2 separate regions of the Mus musculus genome follow, and region 1 is linked to region 2. Evidence: chromatin contacts called from public HiChIP or PLAC-seq data. All regions are on one chromosome and are shown on one strand. Each heading gives the region's core, a stretch centred on a gene start, on an enhancer-like site or on the middle of the called end of the contact. The rest is flanking DNA. Distances are from core to core; before and after follow the strand shown.

Region 1 (7,340 bases), core at 4,487-6,986, 390 kb before region 2:
TATAAGGTAAGCCTCCAGGGGTGTCCAGCTTCCCAGAGAAGAATAGATGCCAGAACATCTGGGTCCTGGTGCTCTCTGTGTGAGAGGAGCTTAGAGAGTCTCAAGGGACAGGACCAAAGGACTGGTCATGCAGTGGTAGAGTCATTCATTTAGTACAGGCTTGGGTTTTGCAATTCTGGAGATGGAGCCAAGGACCCCTTGCATGCTAGGGAAGTGCTCTACCAAAGACTCACAGTCCTAACTCTTCTCTAAGGGATTCTAGGCAGGGGCTCTACCCCTGAGCCATGCCCCCAGCCCCTCTCTGGGGGATTCTAGGCAGGGGCTCTACCACTAAGCCACACCACCAGCCCCTCACTAGGGAATTCTAGGCAGGGGCTCTAACACTGAGCCACGCCCCCAGCCCCTCTCTGGGGGATTCTAGGCAGGGGCTCTACCACTGAGCCACGCCCCCAGCCCCTCTCTGGGGGATTCTAGGCAGGGGCTCTACCACTGAGCCACGCCCCCAGCCCCCTCTCTGGGGGATTCTAGGCAGGGGCTCTACCACAGAGGTACAATCCCAACTCAGGACTGGCTGAGCTTCCAGAGCTCAGTGGCTATGCACAAAGGGTGTATAGAATCTGGAGTCAGGCAGCAGAGCCTGAGCCTGGATGCAGCATTCACTCTGCATGACTTTGAGAAAGTTTATCTTGTTACATCTGTTCCCATGGCTATAAGAATGTGCACAATAAAGCTGGGCAGTGGTGGCTCGAACCTTTGATTCCAGCACTCCCGAACCAGAGGCAGGCAAATCCCTGAGTTTGAGGCTACCCAGTCTAGAGAGCAAGTTCCAGGATGGCCAGGGATACACAGAGAAATTCTGTCTTGAAAAGCTATAAAACAAAAACAAGAGAGAGAGAGAGAGAGAGAGACAGAGACAGAGAGAAAGAGAGACAGAGACAGAGACAGACAGAGACAGAGATAGAAACAGACAGAGAGAGACAGAGACAGAGAGACAGAGACAGAGAGACAGAGAAAGAGGAAGAAGGAGGAGAAGAGGAGGAGGAGGAAGAGGAGAAGGAAGGAGCACAATAAGACCTACTTTTTTATATTTGTTTAGCTTTTTTTTTTAAAGATTTATTTATTATTTATTATATGTAAGTACACTGTAGCTGTCTTCAGACACTCCAGAAGGGGGAGTCAGATCTCATTACAGATGGTTGTGAGCCACCATGTGGTTGCTGGGATTTGAACTCAGGACCTTCGGAAGAGCAGTCGGGTGCTCTTACCTGCTGAGCCATCTCACCAGCCCTTGTTTAGTTTTGAGATACAGTTTTATGTGTCTCAGATGGACCTTCAGGCAATAACGTAGCTGAGGATGACCTTAAACTTCTGATCCATCTGCCTCTACCTCCCATGTGCTGAGCTAGTAGGTGTCCAGTTATGCAGTACTTAGGATTTTGTGCATGTTTGACATGCCCTCTAGTAACTGAGCTATACCTGGTCCTCCTTGCCCTCCCCCCTCATCCCCTCCTCCTTTTCCTCACCTTCCTCCTCCTCTCCCTCTTCCCCTCCTCCCCCCTCTTCCCCTCTTCCCCTCTTCCCCTTCTTCTCTTTCCTTCCCCACCTCCTCTCCTCCTCTTTCTCTCCCTCCCCATATTTCAGTTCCAACAAGAAGAGAGATTATTACTCCATTTTTTTAGTGGTTGTTCTGAGCAGAGTGTTACTCCCTGATCCATGTAGCCCAGGCTAGTCACAAGCTTGTGTGATTCTCCTGCCTCAGCCATCTAAATGCTGGGGTGTGCACTCCTACTGCCTTACATACAACTACATGTATGTGTTAGATGTGGGCACACAGCTGCAATCATAACACTGGAGAGGTAGAGATATGAAGTCATCCACAGCTCTTTACAGGAAGTCAAGGCTAGCCTGAGCTACATGAAACACTGTTGCAAAATAACAAAACTAAAACTAAACACGTTTTTTGGTTTAATTTCTGTTGCTTTGGTAAAATACACAGACAAGAACAAAAACAAAAGCAAAAAACAAACTGGGGGGGGGGATTTATTAATGATTCCAAGTTATAGTCTATCGTTGAGAGGAAATCAAGGCGGCAGGAATGTAAGAGAGTTGGCTTTACTTTTATATTCTATCCACAGTCAGGAACACAGAGAAATCAATGCATGCTTGCCTCCTGTTCAGCTAGCTTTCTTTACTCTTATAAAGTCCAGGGCCCCAACCCAGAGAATGGGACTGTGTGCTTTCAGGCTGGGTCTTCCTATATCACAAGGCAATAGGACAATCCCCTAGACTTGTCTACAGGCCAACTTAATCTAGATGATACCGCTATAATATTCTTCCTGTGTGAGTCTAGTTGTTTCAAGTTGCCAATTAAAATAAGATCTTGCCACACATAGATCACTTAATAAATGCCCCTTGCTGCTACCAACGACTTGTGATAAACACACGCATCTATTCATCAAACATGCTTAAAGAGGGATGGGTGTGGTAGCACATGCCTTAACCTCAGCACTCAAGAGGCAGAGGCAGGGGGCATATCTGTGAGTTCAAGGCCAGTCTGGTCCACATGCTGAGCTCCAGGCTAACCAAATCTCCATATTGTCTCGTGAAAACAAGAGCAAATCCAAATCCAAAAACAAAACAAAAGAGAGTGCTTTAAACAAACTATATGTAATTATCATCCCAGGACTTGAGAGGCAGAGGCAGGAAAGTTACCTGGGTTCAGTGTTGTGAGACCCTGTCTCAGAAATAAAACAAAAAGAGAAAGGGCAAGGGCCGCTGGAATGGCTTAGCAGGCAAAGGCGCTTGCCTGTGAGCCTTGATCCTGAGTCAGACCCTGGGCCCCACATGATAGCAAGTTGTCCTCTGATCTTCCATACTGCGCCATTGCCCATGGAAACACACGTGCATACACACAGTTGGCTGGTAAGATGGCTCACGGGTAGAGACACCTGCTACCAAGGTTGGTTGATCTGAGTTTGACCCTTGGGACCCTCAGGGTGGAAGGAGAGAGCCAGCTCCCAGTTGTTTTCTGACCTCCACATGAAGTTGTGGTGGGTGGTCACGGGCATGTACGCTTGTGTGCATGCGCATGTGCACACACACATGCGTGCACACACAACCTTAGAACAATGGCATTATGACTCTTGATCTGTTGCTCTTAGCCTGGGGAAGAATGGTTCACTCCCAATTGCACAGAGCGGTGCCGCTGCTTGCCGGGTAGCCTGATGGAGTGCCAGATCTCTCAGTGTGGGACGCATACGGTATGCCAGCTGAAGAGTGACCAGTACCAGTGTGAGCCCTATGGTAAGTACTGCCCCTCATGCTGCCAGAGTGTGAGGGTGGGGTGGGCCTTTTTAGAATGCACTTCCTGGGGTGGGGGGACTGGAGAGATGGTTCAGTGGTTAAGAGAACTGACTGCTCTTCCAGAGGTCCTGAGTTCAATTCCCAGCAACCACATGGTGGCTCACAACCATCTGTAATGGGATCTGATGCCCTCTTCTGGTCTGTCTGAAGACAGATACAGTATACTCATATAAAATAAATAAATCTTGAGGAAGAGGAGGAGGAGGAAGAGGAGGAGGAGGAGGAGGAAGAGGAGGAGGAGGAGGAGGAAGAGGAAGAGGAAGAGGAGGAGAAAGAGGAGGAAGAGGACATCAGGACAGAGAGCAACATTTGCACGTGTTCTGTTCTGATTTCAGAAAGTCACCCCTCTTGTCTTTCTAAATTACTCTCTGTCAGAGTGGGTGAGACCTGTAGTCTCTGATCTCCCTTGGGCAGTGGAGCTGAGAATATATCTGAGTAGCAGAGTTGGGGTGTAGGGTTCAGCCAAGTGCGACACTGGAAACAGCTTCCGGTACCTGTGTTCCCCTTCCCTGGCAGGTAAAGCCACTTGCCTGGTCTATGGGGACCTTCATTTTGTCACCTTTGATGAGAGGCACATTGGCTTCACAGGGACATGTACCTACATCTTGACACAAACCTGCAGCAACTCCACAGGTAGGAGATTTGAGCCAGAGCTTGGCTGGGGTTGTGTGTGCTGATATTATAGAGGTGTCTGGCATGGTGACTTAGTTTGCGGTTGAACAGAATTGGTGATAGATGGCAGAAAGGGGCTGTATTGGGCAAGGTCCTCTGTTAAAGAGCAGTTGGGATATGCACACACAGTGGGAGTGCTTTCAGGCCCACAGTCCTGGAGAAACAGCTGAAGTGCCCTGCTGCTGTGGATGCTTCCCCTGGGAAAGAGACAATGACTGTAAAAGGGACTCTTGTTTTGGGGATGTGGGTCAGTTAGTAGAGGTCCTGCTTTCCAGTCCTAGAGCCTCATTAACCACTTGGAGTACTCACCTCTCCTCTCAGCACTGGGCAGCTGGAGGCAGGAAGGTCAGCACTACAAAGTCATCTCAGTTACAGAGAGTCTGAGGCTAGCCTGGGCTACTTGGGAGCCTTGTCTCACAAAAAGGGTGAGACGGAGTCACAAATGAACATGATTTCCTGAAGATGTCCCAGTCCATTGAGGGGAGACAGGCAATCTTGAAAGGAGACAATCATGGCATGGCCCTTTCCATTTGGATTCTGAGTCCTTTACTGTCTCAGAGATATATCCTGAGCCCTCTACCCTGTAGTGCCAAGTTGGACACCGCCACCACAACTAGGGTCTCAGAAAGCAGAGAATGGGTGGTACATGCTTTTAATCCCAGCATTCTGGAGGTGGAGGCAAGAAGATTTTGAGTTTTAGCTTGGCATACATAGTAAGACTGTCCCAAATCCAACAGGGACTGGGGATGTAGCTCTGTTGCTTAAGTGCCAGTTTAGACAAAGCCCTGGCTTCCACCCCCAGAGCCACCTAAGCTGGACATGGTAGCAAATATCTATAATCTGAGCACTGGAGAGGAGGAGGTGGTATCCCCAGAGTTTAAGGTCATACTCAGCAATGTGAAAAAGTTTGAAGCTAGCCTTAGATATAATGAGACCCTGTCTGAAATCAACCAGCCAACCAACCAACCAAACAAACAAACAAACAAACAACTAACAACCAACCAAACAATCAAATCACCAACCAACCAACCAAGCAAATAGTTGGTTGTGACTTAGCCCCTCAGCACTGCTCTCTCTCCATCTAGACCACTTCTTTAGGATAACAGCAAACACCGAAGAACGTGGAGTAGAAGGTGTATCCTGCCTGGACAAAGTTGTCATCTCTCTGCCAGAGACTACCGTTACCATGATCAGTGGCAGACACACATTGGTGAGTTAGTTCTATCCTTTGCTCACTCCACCAGGCCAGGCCATGGTCAGCCTGGAGACTCTGTTAGGGTTGGGACTAAGCAAAATGATGATGCTTCAAGCCAGTCTAGAGGAGAGAAGTTGGAGGGATGCCGTGGAGTGGTGATGTGCTCTGGCCTTGGATGAGGTGTTAGAGTTTTATGGTCCTACTTGACACCCCCCCCACATCAGTCTCTCTGTCTCCTCTCTCCCAGATTGGGGATCAGGAAGTCACCCTCCCAGCCATACTTTCTGATGACACCTATGTGGGTCTGAGTGGGAGATTTGTGGAGCTGAGGACAACATTTGGTTTGCGTGTGAGATGGGATGGTGACCAGCAGCTTTTTGTGACTGTGTCCAGGTAAGGGAGACGGCCTAGTCAGGCAGCCAGAACCCTCCACACCCTCGGCCTCACCCCAGGCATTTCAGTTACTTGTGGTTAATCATTTACACGTGTCCTTAAAGCTAGGCTGCATCTCACCCAAGTGGCAGAAGGGAAACAGTAGGAAGTGGAGTGAGGGCAGTGGGGTAATAGCAGATATGTACACAGGGCCTTGGGAATGTGTTATAAAGAGTCACTCGGGGACGCTCAAGAGCTGTCAGAAGAGAAGATATCATTCTTCAGGGAATAGTGGCTCCCCAGATGGGTGGACAAAGATGACAAGGGAGGTGGCTCAGCTGGTAAAGAGCTAATTCCACCCCTGGAACACACAGGCACATACAGACACACACATACAGACACACACACACACACACAGAGAGAGAGAGAGAGAGAGAGAGAGAGAGAGAGAGAGAGAGAGAGAGGAAGAGAGAGAGAGAGCACACACACACACACACACTGAGAGAGAGGGAGGGAGGGAGAGAGAGAGAGAGAGAGAGAGAGAGAGAGAGAGAGAGGAGAGAGATTTAAACCCAAGAGAGAGTAGAGTTGTTAAGCAGAAAGAACAGAGGAGACCCTGTACAGATGGCTCAGGCTGAGGCTGAGTGGGGGTCTTACATATCTGAAGCCTATCACAGACTCTTAAGAGTAGATGTTCTCAATGCATTCCTGGCTCTTACCCTCAGGGCGCACAGCTCACTGTCCTCTTGCTGTGGTCTCTGATGACTGAGACCCTTTTCCTCAGTCATGACTCACCCCTCTCCTGGACCCACAGTACCTTCTCGGGCAAACTCTGTGGTTTCTGTGGGAACTATGACGGGGACAGCAGCAACGACAACCTGAAGTCAGATGGCATGATGACACACGATGAGGAGGAGCTGAGGCTGAGCTGGCAGGTGGAAGAGGATGAGGACAAGGAGTGAGTGAGGGTCCCCACTGTGGGCTGGGACTACTCTTCCTCGACTTTTGCCCATTTTCAGATCTACCAGTGCTGGGCTTAGTTGTTCCTGTCTGTCATTCCAGAAGATGCAGGGATGTCTGGATCTGCAGACATCAAGATCTGATTTCTAAAATCCAAGAGCTGAGGATACAGCTCAGTGGTAGAGCCTAGAATCCCCCAGGGAGGAGCTGGGGGCGTGGCTCAGTGATAGAGCACCTGCCTAGAATCCCCCAGTGAGGGGCTGGGGGGCGTGGCTCAGTGGTAGAGCCCCTGCCTAGAATCCTCCAGTGAGGGGCTGGGGGCGTGGCTCAGTGGTAGAACACCTGCCTAGAATCCCCCAGTAAGGGGCTGTGGGTGTGGCTCAGTGGTAGAGCACCTGCCTAGAATCCCCCAGGGAGGGGCTGGGGGCGTGGCTCAGTGGTAGAGCCCCTGCCTAGAATCCCCCAGTGAGGGGCTGTGGGTGTGGCTCAGTGGTAGAGCACCTGCCTAGAATCCCCCAGGGAGGGGCTGGGGGCGTGGCTCAGTGGTAGAGCCTCTGCCTAGAATCCCCCAGGGAGGGGCTGGGGGCGTGGCTCAGTGGTAGAGCCCCTGCCTAGAATCCCCCAGGGACGGGCTGGGGGCGTGGCTCTTTAGTGGAACCCTTAACTAGTATGCACCAGATCCTGTATTGATCCCAGCAATGTTAAAAAAAAAAAATGAAACAAAAGTTACAAGGGGTAAAGTCTTGCCTGTGATCTTTAGGTTTCCAGGAGTATAGGA
Region 2 (6,958 bases), core at 667-3,166:
AAAACGGATTCACTTCCCCTGGGACCCTGCTGCCTCATCTGGCTCCTGAAGGGCCAGTGTGTGACAAGGACCCCCCCAAACAAGCCTGAGGTGTAATCACAGTGGGAGTGAACTTAAAGGATGTGCCATGAGCCCTAAATATGTTTGTGACTAATAGGATCCTGGGGCTCAGAGGAAGTTTGGAAACTTTAGGGCCAATATTCAGAGTACAAAGAAAGGAAGCCAAACATAGTGGCACATGCCTCAGGAGGCTGAGGCAGAAGGATGCAGGTTCAAAAAAGCGAGGCCCTGTCCTGAAAAACCAAGGACTGGGAAATGTAGCTTGATGGTAGAACCTTTATCTAAAATCCCCCAGTGAGGGGCTGGGGGGCGTGGCTCAGTGGTAGAGCCCCTGCTTAGAATCCCCCAGTGAGGGGCTGGGGGGCGTGGCTCAGTGGTAGAGCCCCTGCCTAGAATCCCCCAGTGAGGGGCTGGTGGCTCAGCCATAGCACTCTTGCTCTGGCATGCAGGAGGTTCTGGGTTCCATACCCCATTACTAGTTTCTTTTAAGCCACCTAAAAATCATTCCCCAGTGCTGATATCAGATAGACTGGTGTCACTAGATCTCTTGGGAATCACTCCAATGATAACATCCCCCAAACCTAACATATTGTCCCTTTTCTTTCAGCCTTTGTCATCTCAGCCCGCATGGCCCCCACGGAGATGGTTATAGACCGATCCTTTCTCTTTGTGGTTCGGCACAACCCGACAGGTGAGCAGACCCCTATAACATCCTCCTGTCCTCACACTGTTTTTCAAAAATCATTATGTACCTGCCCACCACGTAGACGTTTTCTTGAGCCCCTAGGGACTCTGCAAAAATTCTGGCACTCAGTTCCATTCCTTCCCTAGCACTCTGTCACAGCCCACGCAGTGCCAGGACCCCAGTCCTAACTTAGTCCCTGGGCAGCTGTGACTCCTGGTAGCTCACTCACCTCCTTAGATCCCCATTCTCAACTGGCACGATTGTTCTGCCCGCAGAGACAATCCTCTTCATGGGCCAAGTGATGGAGCCTTGACAGTGGGAAGAGACGCCTTCATTTGGGACGAAACTGGAGATGTTATAAGCAGAAACTCTGAAGAAAAGGATTATTTAAAGGACTCTATGGGGAGAAAGAGAAGGCAACTCCTCCTTACCCCCCACACTGGTAATCTTTCCAACCAGCATCCCAGACCTCGGACTCTTGAAGGGAAAAGAGTCTAACTCCCTCCTCCCTAGGGATTCCTACCCCACAAAGGTCTCATGGACCATAGAACTCACAGTACCTGGATCTGCCCAGCATGCCCTTTGGACCCAGTTCCCACCGAGGCCCCAGCAGAGTGGAGGGCACAACACTTTCATTCAGCAAAATCGTTTGTGTTCCAGTCACACTGTGGGCACCTCTTGCATCGCCTGCCATTGCTGTGGAGGGTGGCCATGGGCCAAAGGAAAAAGCACTGTCCTATCTCAAGGTCCACTGTGGAAATGTCCACCTTGCCCACCTCCAAGGGGCAACGGATAGACAGATCAAATGGTGGCCCAATAGCGAGCCTTCTCCCTGCTCCCTCCCTTGACACAGCTTGCTTATGTTATTTCAGAGTGTAGGTGACTTGTTTACACAGCTTTTTTCGACCCACAAACTTTTTTCATTTGGAAAGGGTGTAAGAAAAGTCGGACGTGTGTGTGCCTGGCTCTTCGTCCCCAGTCTCCCAGTGGGGGGGCCCTGGGGAGATTCCAGGGGTGTGATTGAATATTTATCTCTTGCTCTTGTATGTTTGTTGGGGAGAAGAAGCACTTTTAAGGAAAATGCTTCTTATTTAAACCGTGGCATACGGCATCCCATTTGGGGTCTGCATCCCTGTATGTCAGGGGTGCATCACTCCACAAACCTGCCCCTCTGGGTAGCCTCGTGATGGGGCTCACACTGCCGCCTAGTGGCAGCCGAACACACCCTTACCCGGTCCCTCCCTCCCTCCCCCCCCCCCCCCCCCCCCCCCGTGGCTCTTTTCCTTAGGGACCTTGCCAAGGTGATGCTTGGCAACCCACGTTAAAGGAAGGGGGGAAAAAAGATTAGATGGAAGAGAGAGAGATTTGAGAGAGGGCAAAGTGGTTTCAAATTTTTCCAAGGCATTCAGAAGCAGAGAGGGAAAAGGGGCTGTGTGACCTAACAGGACAGAACTTTCTCCAATTACTGGGTGAGTCAGAGCTGCACTGGTGACTCACTTCAATGTGTCATTTCCGGCTGCTGTATGTGAGCAGTGGACACGTGGGGGGGCGGGGGGGGGATGAAAGAGACAGCAGCTCCTGGTCAACCACCTTAGTTAGATAATCTTTTTTGAAAGCTTCCTAGCTGGAGGTATGATCAGAAAACCAATTTACTGAAAAACTGCACAAGAAGGTACCGTGAATGTAATTTCCTAGCAGGCCACTCTGCATCTGTTATGTCTCCACCGGAAAAAAAATAATCATGTTGGTGTTTTTGCTTTTCTCTCTCTCCCTCTTTCTCTCTGATTTTTTTTTCCTCTCTTTTCATTATGCACTGGACAGCCACACACCGTGTACCCATAGGGCCCCAAATGTGGGGTCACATGGTCTTGAATTTTGTTGGTTACATATGCCTTTTTGTTGTTGTTTGTCTTCACTTTTGATATATAAACAGGTAAATATGTTTTTTAAAAAATACTAAATATAGAGAATATGCAAACAAAATTGGTTGCTTGTTGCCTTCTGTGTCTTCTCAAGGAAGTAAAACAGGAGTGTGGGCTGGTAAAGTGGCTCAGTGGGTAGAACACGTGCCACCGGAAACCGATGACCTGAGTTCAAACACTCTGAATCCCGCATGATGGGAGGAGAGAACCGGTCCCTGAAAGCTGTCCTCTGACCTCCACACACAAAACATGGCACATGCTCCCCCACTCCCACACACAGATAATAATAATGAAATAAAGGTGAGGGGCAGGCAAGATGGCTCAGATGGTAATAAGCACTTACTGAGAAAGTCTATTGATGACCTTAGTTCGATTCCCAGAAACCACACAATGGAAGGGAAGAACCAATGGGGGTTGTCCTCTGACTTGCATACATACATGATGGGGACACACATACACACACACACACACACACACACAATGTAAATAAGCTGGAGGTGGTAGCCTTGCCTTTAATCCCAGCACTTGGGAGGCAGAGGCAGGCAGGTCTCTGAGTTTGAGGCCAGCCTCGTCTACAGACTGTATTCCAGGATAGCCAGGGCTACACAGAGAAACCCTGTCTCAGAAAAACAGGCAAACAAAAATAAATGTAAATTTTAAAACATTGCTGAACAACGGGTGTGGTGGGGACACACCTGTATGCTAGCTAACACTTGGGAGGCAGAGGCAGGAGGGTCACCAGTTCTAGGTCAGTTTGGCCTCAGGTATAAACTGGTCTCCAGAACAAACAAAAGCAATAACAGCAGATTTCTGGCAGTGGTAGGGATTCCGGCGAGCCACATCCACAGGTCCAAGCCTGTGGGAAAATCCATGAGACAGTCACCATGGCACTGTAATCTGTCTCCAGGACAAGTTGTGCAGGGCTTGATTCTCTCCCAGAAGGCATCCTATAAAGGGAAAAGAATGGGATGCGGACATGGCTCGGCTGGAGGAAGGTGCCCAGCATGCAGGAAGCTCTATAAGTAATCCTTGACACTTCGTCAAACCGGGCATGGTGACACATGCCTGTCATTCCAGCTCTTGGGAGATAGAGGCAAAGAGTAGGAAATGCAAGACCATCTTGGGCCAACCTGGGCTACACATGACCTTGCCTCCAGGAAGACAGAAGGAGGAAAAGGAAGAAGGAGAGATTGGGGTGGGAGGTAGGATTGGGGGTACTCAACTTTAATCCCAGCACTTGAGAAACAGAGGCAGGTGGATATCTATCTGTGAGTTCAAAGCTAGCCTGGTTTATACAGGGTACTTCAGGCCAGCTAGAGAGACAGACCCCGGCAAGAAAAAAGGAGACAGTGGGGGGTTGACAGGGAGAAAGGGAAGGAAGAAAGTGAGGAATGTGCCTGTACCCAGAACGTGTTGAAGGTTGGGAGTTGGATACCAGAATGACCTTCTCGGTGACATTGTGTCTCATAAGCAGGAGAGCCAGGCTTGGTGGTGCACACCTATAAGCCCAGTATTTGGGATAGAGGCAGGAAGATCAAAGAGCTCAAACTCATTCTCTGCTACATAGTGAGTTCAAGATGAGATCAGGAGCCGGGCGGTGGTGGCGCACGCCTTTAATCCCAGCACTTGGGCGGCAGAGGCAGGTGTATTTCTGAGTTCGAGGCCAGCCTGGTCTACAAAGTGAGATCCAGGACAGCCAGAGCTATACAAGAGAAACCCTGTCTCGAAAAACCAAAAAAAAAAAAAAAAAAAAAAAAAGATGAGACCGGGATGTGTAAAAACAAGGAGGAAGAGGAGGAGGAAGAGGAGGAGGAAGAGGCAAGGGGTGGGGGTGGGGGAGAGACAGATCCAGATCCAGCAAACACCTCCCCCCCCACACACCCGAGGGCCTAATTAATTGCTGTCTACCTCTGGATTCTCACATCTATTCCTCTATCATCCCCTTCCCTCCATCGGGTTCCCTTACCCACCCCTCTTTATCCCTAGTCTCCATTTCTCCAGCTCCAGGCCAGGTTGCACCTCCTTCTCTTGTGAACCTGGCTGATGGGATCACTTTCTACACGACTCCAATTAGGCTGTGCTTTTCAGGCCTGTAACAATGGTTGCTTTCATGTGCTCAGCTCCATCTAGACATGGATGGTGCCCAGGAAATGAGGCTTTTTTGTTGCATATACACTTTCTATAGCTACCTTTAAAGGCCTTCCTGGAAAGTCTTTTTTTTTTTTTTTCCCCAAACCTCTAGTTTGGGGCTTGGGAGATTACTTAAGAGCATCAAGCACTCTAAGCAAGAGTTCTCTAGGCAGAATAGAATCAGCCAGTAAGGGGCTATAGCAGTGTCTTGGTGGTAGGTAAAATATGGCCAGTGAGGAGGCTGGGAGCATGGCTCAGTGGTAGAGCCCCTGCCTAGAATCCCCCAGGGAGGGGCCGGGGGCGTGGCTCAGTGGTAGAGCACCTGCCTAGAATCCCCCAGGGAGGGGCTGGGGGCGTGGCTCAGTGGTAGAGCCCCTGCCTAGAATCCCCCCAGGGAGGGGCTGGGGGCGTGGCTCAGTGGTAGAGCCCCTGCCTAGAATCCCCCAGAGAGGGGCTGGGGATGTGGCTCAGTGGTAGAGCCCCTGCCTAGAATCCTCCAGGGAGGGGCTGGGGGCGTGGCTCAGTGGTAGAGCCCCTGCCTAGAATCCTCCAGTGAGGGGCTGGGGGCGTGGCTCAGTGATAGAATATTTGCATAACATGGTTAAGGCCCTGGGCTCAATCCCTCCCCAGCACATAATAGAAAAAACAAACAAATGATAAAATAAAAAGGGCAAAAAATAAAAGCATAGACACCACTGGGTTAGCCTAGCCTAGAGATTCAAGCAAGAGAGGTCTATAGTGAGGTTGCAGCCCAAAGTTCAGCTGAGGGCAGGCAAGAGGGCTCAATGGGGAAAGGCATTTACTGCCAAACATGAGTTCCATTTCCATGACTGGCACAGGTGGAGAGAACACTAATTCCTGAAAATCATCTTCTGACCTCCATATGTGAACCATAGCACATTCATATCTGCATGCATGAACACACATCACACATCTCTCTCTCTCTCTCTCTCTCTCACACACACACACACACACACACACACACACACACACACACACACACACACACATGCACACAAAGTAAATAAATGTAGAAGAGGAAGAGAACAACTGTCACCTGGCACTGGTTTCCATCCTGCGTCACTCTCTTGTACAAATTCCCTTTGGGTTCACTGGTGGGTAGCTGGGGTGGTGAAGACAACCATCTAAGAATTCAAGGACACTCAGACCCGGATACAATCTTCTGCCCTGAAAATGTGAGCATTTCTAGGCCTCGGGCTGATGGCTGAATAGTGACCCATTTATAATAAGAGATTTTTCTTTTAAAAACTTACAAGGAACTCTACACACACACACACACACACACACACACACACACACACACAAAGCTTAAAAAAAGCAAGACTCGTGAGCCCTAATTCTCCAATATACAGTTCAAAAATGGCCTTACATGCTGAGAAAGCTCAAGAAAAAAGGATTCTTCAAACGGTCCGCTCACTGCAGAGGAGAATCAAGCAAGGCGCTGCCCCACTTAGTGGGTTCTTGGTTATTCTCAGATACAGTCAAGATAAAGACAGTGAGGGACCTCAGCGACCCCGCAGCGACCCCCCAGCGGGCAGCCTGCCTGCCCTCTTTGACTTCTGCATGGCCTCCTTTCCTTGGCTTTTCAAACTTTTCCTTCTTTTCTCTATTTCTTTAGAGATGAAAAACTAATGAGGTCTGTCCCTGCTGTCACTCCCACCATTTTTTATTATTTTTTTTATGAATTTCACACAGTGAGATTGTTTATCTACCCATGGACAGGCAATGAACATGAATGTGGGAAAGCCCTCCATGATAAAAATATTCTCTAAAGACCACATCCATCAAGGAGACCTGACCTGTTTCCAAACTTTTCTTTTTAACAGGTTACCATTAAGTACCCTAGGCTATCATTGGACTCATGATCCTCCTGCCTCACACTCCTGAGTGCTGGGATTGTGTGCCACGTACCTAACTTAATGATCGTGGGGTTTTGGTTGGGTTTGTTTGTTTGTTTGTTTGTTTGTTTTGAGATGGGGGCTGGGGCTGGAGAAATGGCTCAGCGGTTAAGAGCACTGACTGCTCTTCCAGAGCTCCTGAGTTCAATTCCCAGCAACCACATGGTGACTCAAACCATCTGTAATAGGATCTGATGCCTTCTTCTGGTGTGTCTGAAGAGAGCAATGGTGTACTCATATAC

What was found. HiChIP or PLAC-seq counts read pairs in DNA pulled down with a chosen protein or histone mark.
Region 1: a FOXA1 HiChIP or PLAC-seq map of pancreatic cancer cells shows a contact between it and region 2. The contact joins two enhancer-like sites. A contact is called at or near these places in 2 of 39 promoter capture datasets (hematopoietic stem and progenitor cells and neutrophils), 1 of 115 datasets of contacts at active chromatin or transcription factors (pancreatic cancer cells) and 1 of 9 other capture datasets (liver).

The regions. Positions count from the first base shown.
Region 1 is chr5:137,454,472-137,461,811 of GRCm38.p6, reverse strand. Zan (zonadhesin) reads left to right here. Exons shown (of 88, transcript NM_011741.2): 15 at 1-6; 16 at 3,162-3,303; 17 at 3,880-3,996; 18 at 5,121-5,245; 19 at 5,478-5,623; 20 at 6,417-6,560. Among named protein-coding and RNA genes, the nearest start is that of Zan, 19 kb to the left of the region's middle. Within about 2 kb of position 5,736, at least 51 of the 459 cell types and tissues checked have an H3K27ac peak or open chromatin away from gene starts, as enhancers often do. A contact at or near this core is called in pancreatic cancer cells, where this site is marked.
Region 2 is chr5:137,057,274-137,064,231 of GRCm38.p6, reverse strand. Serpine1 (serine (or cysteine) peptidase inhibitor, clade E, member 1) reads left to right here. Exons shown (of 9, transcript NM_008871.2): 8 at 668-751; 9 at 1,021-2,728. The coding sequence ends at 1,058. Among named protein-coding and RNA genes, the nearest start is that of Serpine1, 12 kb to the left of the region's middle. Within about 2 kb of position 1,916, at least 88 of the 459 cell types and tissues checked have an H3K27ac peak or open chromatin away from gene starts, as enhancers often do. A contact at or near this core is called in pancreatic cancer cells, where this site is marked.